Linked DNA regions of Mus musculus: region 2 is linked to region 1. Evidence: chromatin contacts called from public HiChIP or PLAC-seq data. All regions are on one chromosome and are shown on one strand. Each heading gives the region's core, a stretch centred on a gene start, on an enhancer-like site or on the middle of the called end of the contact. The rest is flanking DNA. Distances are from core to core; before and after follow the strand shown. Region 1 overlaps Mrps5 (mitochondrial ribosomal protein S5). Region 2 holds the start of Mtln (mitoregulin).

Evidence for each region. HiChIP or PLAC-seq counts read pairs in DNA pulled down with a chosen protein or histone mark.
Region 2: a contact with region 1 is called in an H3K27ac HiChIP or PLAC-seq map of embryonic stem cells, with 7 read pairs. The contact joins the promoter of Mtln here to the enhancer-like site in region 1. A contact is called at or near these places in 4 of 39 promoter capture datasets (3T3-L1-derived adipocytes, embryonic stem cells, erythroid cells and 1 more), 3 of 484 Hi-C or Micro-C datasets (embryonic stem cells and uterus), 6 of 115 datasets of contacts at active chromatin or transcription factors (bone marrow-derived macrophages and embryonic stem cells) and 2 of 9 other capture datasets (liver and pancreatic islet).

What each region holds. Positions count from the first base shown.
Region 1 is chr2:127,602,173-127,607,864 of GRCm38.p6, reverse strand. It overlaps Mrps5 (mitochondrial ribosomal protein S5), which reads right to left. Exons shown (of 12, transcript NM_029963.2): 11 at 5,344-5,480; 12 at 3,879-4,236. The coding sequence ends at 4,012. Among named protein-coding and RNA genes, the nearest start is that of Mrps5, 18 kb to the right of the region's middle. Within about 2 kb of position 2,569, at least 5 of the 459 cell types and tissues checked have an H3K27ac peak or open chromatin away from gene starts, as enhancers often do. A contact at or near this core is called in embryonic stem cells, where this site is marked.
Region 2 is chr2:127,789,734-127,794,950 of GRCm38.p6, reverse strand. Mtln (mitoregulin) reads left to right here and starts at 2,463. Exons shown (of 2, transcript NM_001384135.1): 1 at 2,463-2,817; 2 at 3,119-3,569. The coding sequence starts at 2,484. The coding sequence ends at 2,654.

The DNA of each region.
Region 1 (5,692 bases), core at 1,320-3,819:
TCCTGGCCCCCCTCCCCCAAGTCGGACTTGTAGATCTGCCACCTTCAGGAGGAACTGGCACCCACTCCTGCTAGATACTGCAACTCCTCCACATGTGGGACAGGGCCCCGGACTTCTGCATTTCCCAGGGACCAGGGGCCTATATTCTGCATGGTCACCTAGCGTGCAGAGACCCTGCCCCAAGAGCTTAGAATCCTAACGTTTATTGACAGTCTCTCCCTGACAGCCAGAAGCTAGCTGAGGCTGGAGTTCCCACAATGGAAACCTCCCAGCTCCCCTCCTGTGACCCTAGACAAGCTCAGAATATCTACTTTTTGATCTGCTTTGTTACTGACTGGCCAATAAAAGGTCACCTCTGACTACTCACCCTTTGTTGTCTGCCCTCTCCATTCTTGGAGGGAGGGTTAAGAGCCCAAGCTAAGACCCCTTTCAACAGCATGTTTAAAGTATACTCTTGGGAGTTTTGATGTTTGTACACACTGTGAAACTACCACACCACTATGACATCTACCACCTCAAAAGCCACTTCACGCCCCTCAGGAACACCCTCTTCCATCCCTACACAACCATTCCTACTACTATAGTTTGTACTTCTGGAAACTTTCACATCTCGTTTTAAGGAAGCCTGGCTTCTTTCCCTTAACACAATTATTCTGCTAAGTATCACTCTCTAGTTCCTTTCACTGTTAAGTAATGGATGGTCCGGATACATCAATGCCTCCTGAGGACAGGGCATCGATGGTCTGTTTACCTGGCCATCTCTACACTTTTGCTTTGTTACTCCTAGGTACATTTCTCTGATGTCTTTGCAAGGTAGAGAAGGGTTGCTAGAGGCTGTGCTGACGAGCTAGGCTGTAAAGTCACAGGGTGGGCCTCCACATTCGAGTTCTACCGCCAGCTCAACAGGATCGCCATGCTTCTGGGGGGAGGAGCAAAAGCATCCTTGGAAACACGGTGCTCTTAGTGACGAGGCCTTGCTCTCAAGGCAAACTTCTACTTCACTTTTCATTTTATTGCCAAGTTATTGGAAGACAATTAGATGCCAAACATTTTTTATTCTCAAATAGTTTTTCCCCCCAATGTCAATGTGGTTGTCAATAATTTGGAAAAATGACATTTTAAAAAGATAAGAGTATTGGGTATAAAAAAAAAACAAATTAGGCTAATAGAAGAGAGATCAGTAAAGCTCATCGCTTTTTTTAGGACAAAAATAAAATTTCAAAAATAACGAGAGTTCTGGGGACACAGCTCAATGGAGAATAAAAGGTTCTGCATTCACACCCAGCACTACCAGACCCAACTATTTTCCTGTAGATTCTACTTAAATAGAAAAGTCTTAGATGTTTCCAATGTCTCTAACTTAGAGGCATTTCTTTCTTAGCAATTAGCTTCTATTTATAGCCATGAATAATATAGCTCTAGAAAAAAAATTTCCTTTGAGAGTATGTGTGTATGTGCAGGGGAATATACTAGGCAGGTGAAGAGAAAGTGCTTAGGCACACTAAATCACTGTTGGTTTATTAGACTGTGTGACTCGGGGGATAGGGACTCCTCTAGTACCTACGGGGTAGAACCGAGAAGCACCCAGTAACAGGCTCACCAGAAGACCGGGGTCTAATCCCATCACCACAGAAAACGTCCCACCCCCCTGTCTCCCCTGTTCCATCACTAACCACCTACTTCCTCAGCTCCTTACCCAGTACATCATGTCCAGCTCCCAGCAACAGTGACAGGCACACGGGAAGCAAAGGTGCAGTCTGAACGAAGCAGGCCTGAGACACAGCAGGAGTGGCTGTCACAGTCACCACCCCAGGAATGTTCAGCACCACTAAGATTAATGTTACAGGGGAACAGACAATACCAAGGAACAGACTGTAAAGTACACAGACAGGGTGAGTCTATGAAAGAATCAAAAACATGCCAGGGGTGTGCTTCGGTGGCAGAGCACTTGTCTAGCTCGTCCAAGATCCTGGGCTCGCTCTATCTCTGGTACTGTAAGCAGAAAAAAGATGTCTGATACTAAGTGGAGCATACTGGCTCATCAAGTTATCATAACACTTAGCAGAAGGATCAACCCTGGCCACATGGAAAGTTAGGTTTTAGTCACTATTCTACTGCTGTGAAGAGACACCGTGACCAAGGCAACTCTGATAAAAGACAGCATTGACTTAGAGCCTTCTTTATACTTTCAGAAGGTTAGTTCATTATCATCATGGCAGGAAGCATGGTACCAGGCAGCAGGTATGGAGCTGAAAGCTTTAAATTTTGATCCATAGGCAGCAGGCAGAAAGATAACCTCAAGGGTCATCCCCAGTGACATACCTCCTCCAACAAGGCCACACCTAACCCTTCCCAAATAGTTCCATTAACAGGACCAAGCATTCAAATACATGAGTGTATGGGGCCATTCTCATTCAAACCATCACACCCAGTCTCAAACAATGAATAAACAAACAAAGACAAAACACTCAAAATGCCGCCAGCCATCGAAGCAGGGAGCATCTCTGATGGGCTTACTGCCAGACTGAACACAACAAGGACTTCTAGGTGGAGGCTACCTCAAGAGAAACGTACACAGCAGGAAAAAGAGGGAGGGTGCATCTAAGTAAGACCCACACTCAGCATATCATAGTCTCACTGCTAGAGACCAAAGATAAAGGAGAAAGAAGACAGAAGAAAACATTACCTAAAGAGGAGCAGAAATAAGCAATTCACCCAACTTCTCAGAAAGTATGAGAGAAAATACTTACAACTATCAAAGAGATGTCTCATGGACCTATAATTAAGCAAAGACTCAGACAAACAACCGACGGGCTTTGTTCCAATCAACCTGCCTTGTAAGCTAAGATACAAGACAACGAAGAGATGGGGGTCACAAGCACAGACTTACATTAACAAAAACAAACAAACAAACAAACAAACAAACAACCTTTAACTTTCCTTATTAGATTTAACAGATGTTTGTTCAAAACCATAACAGCAACAGTGACTCAACGAGTGTTGCTCAGGTTTATGAGGCCTGAATGAACGGCAGCAGGGGCATGAGGGGAGGGGCAGGAACCTAACCCTCCATGGCTGTAAGGTACCTGACTAAACTAGCTACAAAGCAGGATCCTAGGAGAGACCTGGATCCGTTGTAAACATACATAGCAAACTCTAGAGCAACTACTAAAAAAGAGAAAAAAGAAGTGTAATTGATATTGGCAGATACTGACTTTACTACATTACAGTCACTTTATGCTGATGACCTAAAAAACACCAATTAAAGGTAAATAAGACTAGTCTATCAGAGAAGACAAAAAACAAAGCAGACCAACAAACGGAACACCCAGACCTGAGGTTGTATCTGACAGGAGGTTTGTATCTATACTACACAACAAGAGCAATTACAGCTGATAATAAAAACACAAATAACCCAAATTTTTTAAGTGGACAAAGGACCTGAATGGGCCACATGACCTGACAAGCCGACGAGGACACTCAACAGCATTTGCTTTTAGGGCCATGTGAGTGAAGGTGACAGTGAGACACACTTCAGACACAGTGGGATCACTACCACCTAGAGTCCAGGAAACACAGCCGAGGGTGAGGCCACAGCCTGGCACAGTATTTATGGACAGAAACGGCACACAACTGCCGGGAGAACTGCCTGGGAGTGGCTCAGCGGGTCAGGCTATCCAACTTCTCTGTAAAATGTAGTTGAAAACATTCATCTTCAGATGACTCGGTAACAAACACGACCTAAGTGTCACAGCAATGGCTGTGCATGTTACTACTATTAGCTATGTCCTAATTCACTTACATTTACTAGTTTAAATAACGAATTGCTCCTGATATTTGCATCTAACATTCCCATCACACAGCTATATACCATGTGCTCTGTAAGACAAATCTATAATTATTTATTTGAAAACAAAGAAGGTTGGACTTTTTTTAAAATAAAAAGTGAGAGTGGCGTGTCCTCCGGGTGCTGTCAGCACAAGCACTGGCTGGGCTGGCCTTCCGGGAGGCTTAGGTGGCAGGCCTCTTTAAATTAAACCACACAGAGCGCTTCAGTCCCTGCATGGCCTTCACGTCCTGCCAGTCCAGCTTGGTATCAGGAACCTCAGGTTCCGGCTCCGGCTCCTTACTCAAGGCCCCATGTGGGGAGGCCACCACGATAGGCAGAGGCCCACATTCCTCCCGGAATTCCACCACGTGGAGACCCTTCTTATCCGCCAGATGTTGGTGGGTTTCCTGGAAAACAGCAAGCAGAGAACAGATTAGATTTGTGAAGGTCACCTGACCCTTAAAGGGTCAGGGCTTCTGTCAACTCAAAGGAAGCCAGCATCAAGAGCCCTGAGATGCTTGGGGAAACAACAACATGAACTACCCAGTACCCCCAGAGCTCGTGTCTCTAGCTGCATATGTAGCGGAAGATGGCCTAGTTGGCCATCACTGGGAATAGAGGCTCCTTGGTCTTGCAAACTTTATATGCCCCAGTACAGGGGAATGCCAGGGCCAAGAAGTGGGAGTGGGTGGGTAGGGGAGCAGGGCGAGGGGAGGGTATAGGGAACTTTCGGGATAGCATTTGAAATGTAAATGAAGAAAATATCTAATAAAAACTTGGAAGAAAAGGAAGCAGCTTGGGGAAGTGAAGTAAGTACTTGACTCGATTTGGGAAATGCGTGCAGCCGGACCGGGAGGGTGTGTCTACACAGATCTCCCTCAGCCTAACAGCAACCCACCAAGTAAGATGGAAGAAGACCCATCTGCCAAAGTCCCAGGTTACCAGCCAGCCTTATAGCTACAAACCATTCCCTCCATAAGGGGAGAAAGGACCATGAGCCAGGCCCCACTGGAGAGCAACCCAGGGTCCCATCTCTGGGAGGACATGGCACTCTTTGCTTCCAGGGCTACACCAGAGTAACCGCACCACTCAAGGAACTTTTGAATGCTTCATGGACTTCTTCAAGTTTAAACTTCAGTATTTAAAAAGTCAGTAGTTACATTGTTCTATCAAAAAAGTATGCTTGGTCAATGAAAATGTCAAATGATAAAAGAAAGTCCACTTGCTAGTTTAATCCTACTTGTTGGACTGGTGAAACACCTCGGGCCCCTCCATTCGGGAGGAACACATCGTCTGTGTTACCCATGCAGGGTTCACCCTGATCTGAGCTAGTTGCAACTATGACCATTAACAAGCAAGGATGTATTTTCTAACAGATGAGAGCCCTGGGTTGTCTAGCTAGGCCCGGGCCTGGCTTTGAATCCCTCTCCTCACTTGGAGAGATACAGAAGAGGACACAACAGCACTGTCTGCAACATAAGCTAGCACTTGTGCCTTTGCACCCAGGAGGTTACCTGGCGGGCAAGCCCATGGAAGAGGCCCCGGGTGAGGTTGAGCATGTTCATGGACCCGGTGACCCTCGCATACATGTCCTTGATGCCGATGAGGCGGCAGATGGTGATAATGGCCCTGTGGCAGCGGAGGCCGTAACCTGGAAGAAGATCAAAATGAAACACCCAGCAACTCTCCTACAGAAGGTCTCACTCAGTCTGCTGTCTTTCATGTGGCTCTGACCTCTGCATTTAGAGAATAATGTGCCTAAACTAACTCTCCAAAAAAAAAAGGCAACACAAGCCACAAACAGAAGCCATGTGATTTAAATTTTTTTCATAGATGAATTAAAGTTGTTTTAAGCGATATATT
Region 2 (5,217 bases), core at 1,214-3,713, 190 kb before region 1:
TTCATTCTCATCCACTCCTATTATCCGTACGTTTGGTCTTCTTATTGTGTCCTGGATTTCCTGGATATTTTGAGTTAGGATCTTTTTGCATTTTCCATTTTCTTTGATTGTTGTGCCAATGTTCTCTATGGAATCTTCTGCACCTGAGATTCTCTCTTCCATCTCTTGTATTCTGTTGCTGATGCTCAAATCTATGGTTCCAGATTTCTTTCCTAGGGTTTCTATCTCTAGTGTTGCCTCGCTTTGAGTTTTCTTTATTGTGTCTACTTCCCTTTTTAGGTCTAGTATGGTTTTGTTCATTTCCATCACCTGTTTGTATGTTTTTTCCTCTTTTTCTGTAAGGACTTCTACCTGTTTGATTGTGTTTTCCTGTTTTTCTTTAAGGACTTGTAACTCTTTAGCAGTGTTCTCCTGTATTTCTTTAAGTGATTTATTAAAGTCCTTCTTGATGTCCTCTACCATCATCATGAGATATGCTTTTAAATCTAGGTCTAGGTTCTCGGGTGTGTTGGGGTTCCCTGGACTGGGCGAAGTGGGTGTGCTGGGTTCTGGTGATGGTGAGTGGTCTTGGTTCCTGTTAGTAAGATTCCTCCGTTTACCTTTCGCCATCTGGTAATCTCTGGAGTTAGTAGTTATAGTTGACTCTGTTTAGAGATTGTTCTTCTGGTGATTCTGTTACCGTCTATCAGCAGACCTGGGAGACAGATTCTCTCCTCTGAGTTTCAGTGCTCAGAGCACTCTCTGCTGGCAAGCTCTCTTACAGGGAAGGTGCGCAGATATCTTGTATTTGGACCTCCTCCTGGCCGAAGAAGAAGGCCCAAAACAGGACCTTTCTCAGACACTGTGTTGCTTTGGCAGTTCCCAGGTGGTACAGACTCTCACCTAAGCAGACTAAATTCCTAAGTTCCTTGGAGTCCCGGGACCAAGATGGCGACCGCTGCTGCTGTGGCTTAGGCCGCCTCCCCAGCCGGGCGGGCACCTGTCCTCCGGTCCGGACGGTGGCCGGCTGTCCCCGGCCCACAAAGGGTGCTGCCTCAGCGCCTCTGTGCTTCCGCCTGTTCCAGAAGCTGTCAGGTTCTCTGGCGCACCCTCTCACCTGTTCAGACTAATTTCCTAAGTTCGGCGGGTCCCGGACCAAGATGGCGACCGCTGCTGCTGTGGCTTAGGTCGCCTCCCCAGCCGGGCGGGCACCTGTCCTCCGGTCCGGAAGGTGGCTGGCTGTCCCCGGCCCACACAGGGTGCTGCCTCAGCCCCTCTGTGCTTCTGCCTGTTCCAGAGGCTGTCAGGTTCTCTGGCGCACCCTCTCACCTGTTCAGACTAATTTCCTAAGTTCGGCGGGTCCCGGACCAAGATGGCGACCGCTGCTGCTGTGGCTTAGGCCGCCTCCCCAGCCGGGCGGGCACCTGTCCTCCGGTCCGGACGGTGGCCGGCTGTCCCCGGCCCACAAAGGGTGCTGCCTCAGCGCCTCTGTGCTTCCGCCTGTTCTAGAAGCTGTCAGGTTCTCTGGCGCACCCTCTCACCTGTTCAGACTAATTTCCTAAGTTCGGCGGGTCCCGGACCAAGATGGCGACCGCTGCTGCTGTGGCTTAGGTCGCCTCCCCAGCCGGGTGGGCACCTGTCCTCCGGTCCGGAAGGTGGCCGGCTGTCCCCGGCCCACACAGGGTGCTGCCTCAGCGCCTCTGTGCTTCCGCCTGTTCTAGAAGCTGTCAGGTTCTCTGGCGCACCCTCTCACCTGTTCAGACTAATTTCCTAAGTTCGGCGGGTCTCAGACCAAGATGGCGACCGCTGCTGCTTCTCTTTTTTAAGTACTTAAAGGTCATTGGTCTGACAATGTCCACTTTTTATTCCATTGATGAGAGCTGTGGCTATTGCATTGACACTAGTAACTTGGAAGATTATATATTAAAATACCCTGTATACTGGGGTAAGAGAAAACGTATTAAAGACCATTTCATCTAAATTTGTTCTTTTTAAGTGTTATTAAGTTTTTTTCTCTATTTGTTTATTTTAAAATCGAGTTACCAGAAAGCTTAGATAAGAAAAACGAACAAAGCCGGGCGTGGTGGCGCAGGCGTTCCAGCACTTGGGAGGCAGAGGCAGGCGGATTTCTGAGTTCGAGGCCAGCCTGGTCTACAAAGTGAGTTCCAGGACAGCCAGGGCTATACAGAGAAACCCTGTCTCGAAAAACCAAAAAGAAAGAAACAAAACAAAACAAAAACGAACAATAGTAGATAACACTTCGGGTATGATGCAAGTGAATATCTGACTAATGTCAAACAAGAAATGTAGAAGAAACGCGGAGCCCATCAGAAACCAAGACCATCTCACATCACAGTTAAGACTCCTGATCTAAGAGTCAGGGAACTCTGCTTCCTTTCCTGTCCTTTCCTCGCGCAGACTCAGAGCGGGCCTCAAGCGAGCGCTGTGGCATCTGATCCTTGCGCCAATCCGTAGCTCACTCTACTTTGTGCTGAGTGGTTGCAATGGCGGACGTGTCTGAGAGGACGCTGCAGGTGTCCGTGCTAGTGGCTTTCGCCTCTGGAGTGGTCCTGGGCTGGCAAGCGAATCGGCTGCGGAGGCGTTACCTAGACTGGAGGAAGCGGAGGCTGCAGGACAAGCTGGCAACGACTCAGAAAAAGCTGGACCTGGCCTGAGCACGCGCTGCAGCCCGAGTCCGCCGGGTTCTCACTCCCTAAGCCCAACGCAGCCCGGATCGTGGGAGCCGCGCGACCCAGGAGTCGTCCTTGCACGGCTTGCAAGAACATGGCTTGCTTCAGAAAGAAAATAGTTTTGTCTTCTCTAACAACTTACTTTCAGGTATTAACAGCTCAGTTTGCTGAGGGTATTTAATGGGAATGTTTTACCACGTGCGATGCAGTTACACCTTAACATTTAACTTCGAAATGGGGGAGGGAGTCATTTCACGCCCAGCCTCCACATTCATAGGGTCCACAGTGGCTTTTTAACGTGGATGGCAGGAGCTTTGCGTTTCATCATAGTTATTCTTCAGTCCTATAGTTTTCTTCTCTTAGTTCATGGTTTGCGATCACAGTACAGAAATTTGAAGTTAAAGATACTACTGTGTTACTGATTTTTTTTTCTTACTGTTTTTCAACAGCTTGTCGAAGATGAAAATAAAAAGCACTGGAGAGAAATAATTTCTTGCACTTTATGAATCTATTTTTAAAATAAAAAATTAAACATCTTTGAATCTTTTTCCTCCTCACAAAAGAAAGCAGTATTTTTGCCTACCATTCAGTTTGCTGCAGTAAGAGATTTGGAGCCTGAAAGCAGAGACTTTCTGATGGAATCTCACCTTGGTACAGCCTGGAGGCAGATCTGATCAACGGACCATTATGAGTCATTTTTCTAGACATATTCAGAAAACCTAGGAGCTGTGTCAAATGCCTGAATTAAGCATTACAAATGCAAGATATTTGCACTTTGAAGAATGTAGAGAGTAAAAAAACTAAAATTAAAAAAAATAATGCATGTGATATAACGGAATATATATGTGAAAGAGAAACTGTTGAGTAAGCTTAAAGATAAATGCCAGTCCTATCAAGTGACCAAAGCCTTGGTTATTTATAAGATGTATTTCTGACGCATTGTCTACATTTTTAAGAAAATCAGTTTGTTCTCCAGGGAAACACCATGGCCCATTTTCCTAGGATTATTGAGCCTTATATGTGACTTAGATCTTATTCTATGAATCCAGCAAGGGCTGAAACGCCAGTTTTCAGAGAGCCATCCTGTCTGGGCTTTAGTTGGCTGAAGCTTTCTAGTCAGCATTCCTCACTGAGAACTAGGTGAAGATCTTTGAGGTAGAATAGGGTTCTTATCTGCCTGTGGGTGGTGGCGGTGGGCAGTTGTGTGGGGACCAGAGGTCAGCATCAGTGCCTTCCTGGACTGTTCTTCACCTTTTCTTCTTCTCTTGTATGTGTAGTGTGTGTACTGAATATATGTCCACGTGTGTGTGAGTGCATGTGTGATGTGTATGTAGGTGTAGACTGGAAGTTTGTCCTGGAGACTGCTACTTCCACTGTGGGTTCTGAGAATCCAAAGTCTTGGTCCTGTAACTACTGTTACAGATTGCCCCATTCCACCCCAGGTTTTTACATGGGTGCTGGGTGTTTAAGCCAGATCTTCATGCATGTGCAGTAGGCATTTTCCCAGGTGATCCATCTCCAGCCCCAGAGCAGGGTCAGCTCTGTTGTCAACATCATTTATTGAGGCTTAGTTGGGATAGGTTTTTTGAAGTACATTTTGTCCTAAACTGAAAACTTGGGGTTAAATTGACTTGTGGCTGGACTAGCTCCGCCTCTGGGCTGTTCCTGGAAGACCAGGTATTTGTGCTGTTTTAGGTTTTCGTTTGTTTTATGATTTTTTTTTATGAGTTTGAATGTTTTGTGTTTTGTCTGCATGCATGTCTGTGTACCACATAGATGCCTACTTGGTACTTGCAGAGGCCAGAGAAAAGTGTCACATCCCCTAGAACTGGAGTTATAAGGCAATTACAAGCTGGTTCCTGGGAACTGGACCTAGGTCCTGAGCAAGAGCAGTCAATAATCTTAAAAACGGAGCCATGTCAGCAGCCCTCGTCTCATTGCTTAAGTGCAGCATCCGGCTATGTTCATCCTTTTCTAAGTCACTTCTAGCATCCTGCTCTAAACATGTAGGTGCCCTATGCCCTTGCTCTCTACTACTACTACCTGTTTGTATGTCCTGTGTGTCCCTAGCTTTGTAGTGGACCATTCCCCTGGACATTTCTTTTCCTTCTACCCTCCTACTTAACTATATGAAGTTCCCTCTGATAAGTTATTTCTCCACCGGTGAAATGAGCCAATTCAAGCCAGATTAGTGAGTTCAATGACCCAAAGGACCAAGGCCAGAGAAATGACAGTAGGAAGAGAGAAGTTGGGGAGGGGAAAGAGAAAGAGAAAGGTTGCCGGTAGAGGGAGAGACCAAAACCTCTGGATTACTTAGGGAAGAGCCTCAGGGGGGAAGGTCAGACCAGCACCTGGGCTGTAAAGTTTAAGGGTCAGGGTATGTTCGATAAGGGCTGAGGGATGCTGGAAGAATCTGGAGACCCGGTCTGCTTTGATATGTAAAATACGCACTTCAGTTCCTTCCCAGGTTTCCCTGAAGTAAGTTCAGTGACCAGTGTTCTTGGAGAACAAGGCAGGGGTTTCGTGGTCCCTGGTTTCCCCGTCCGAA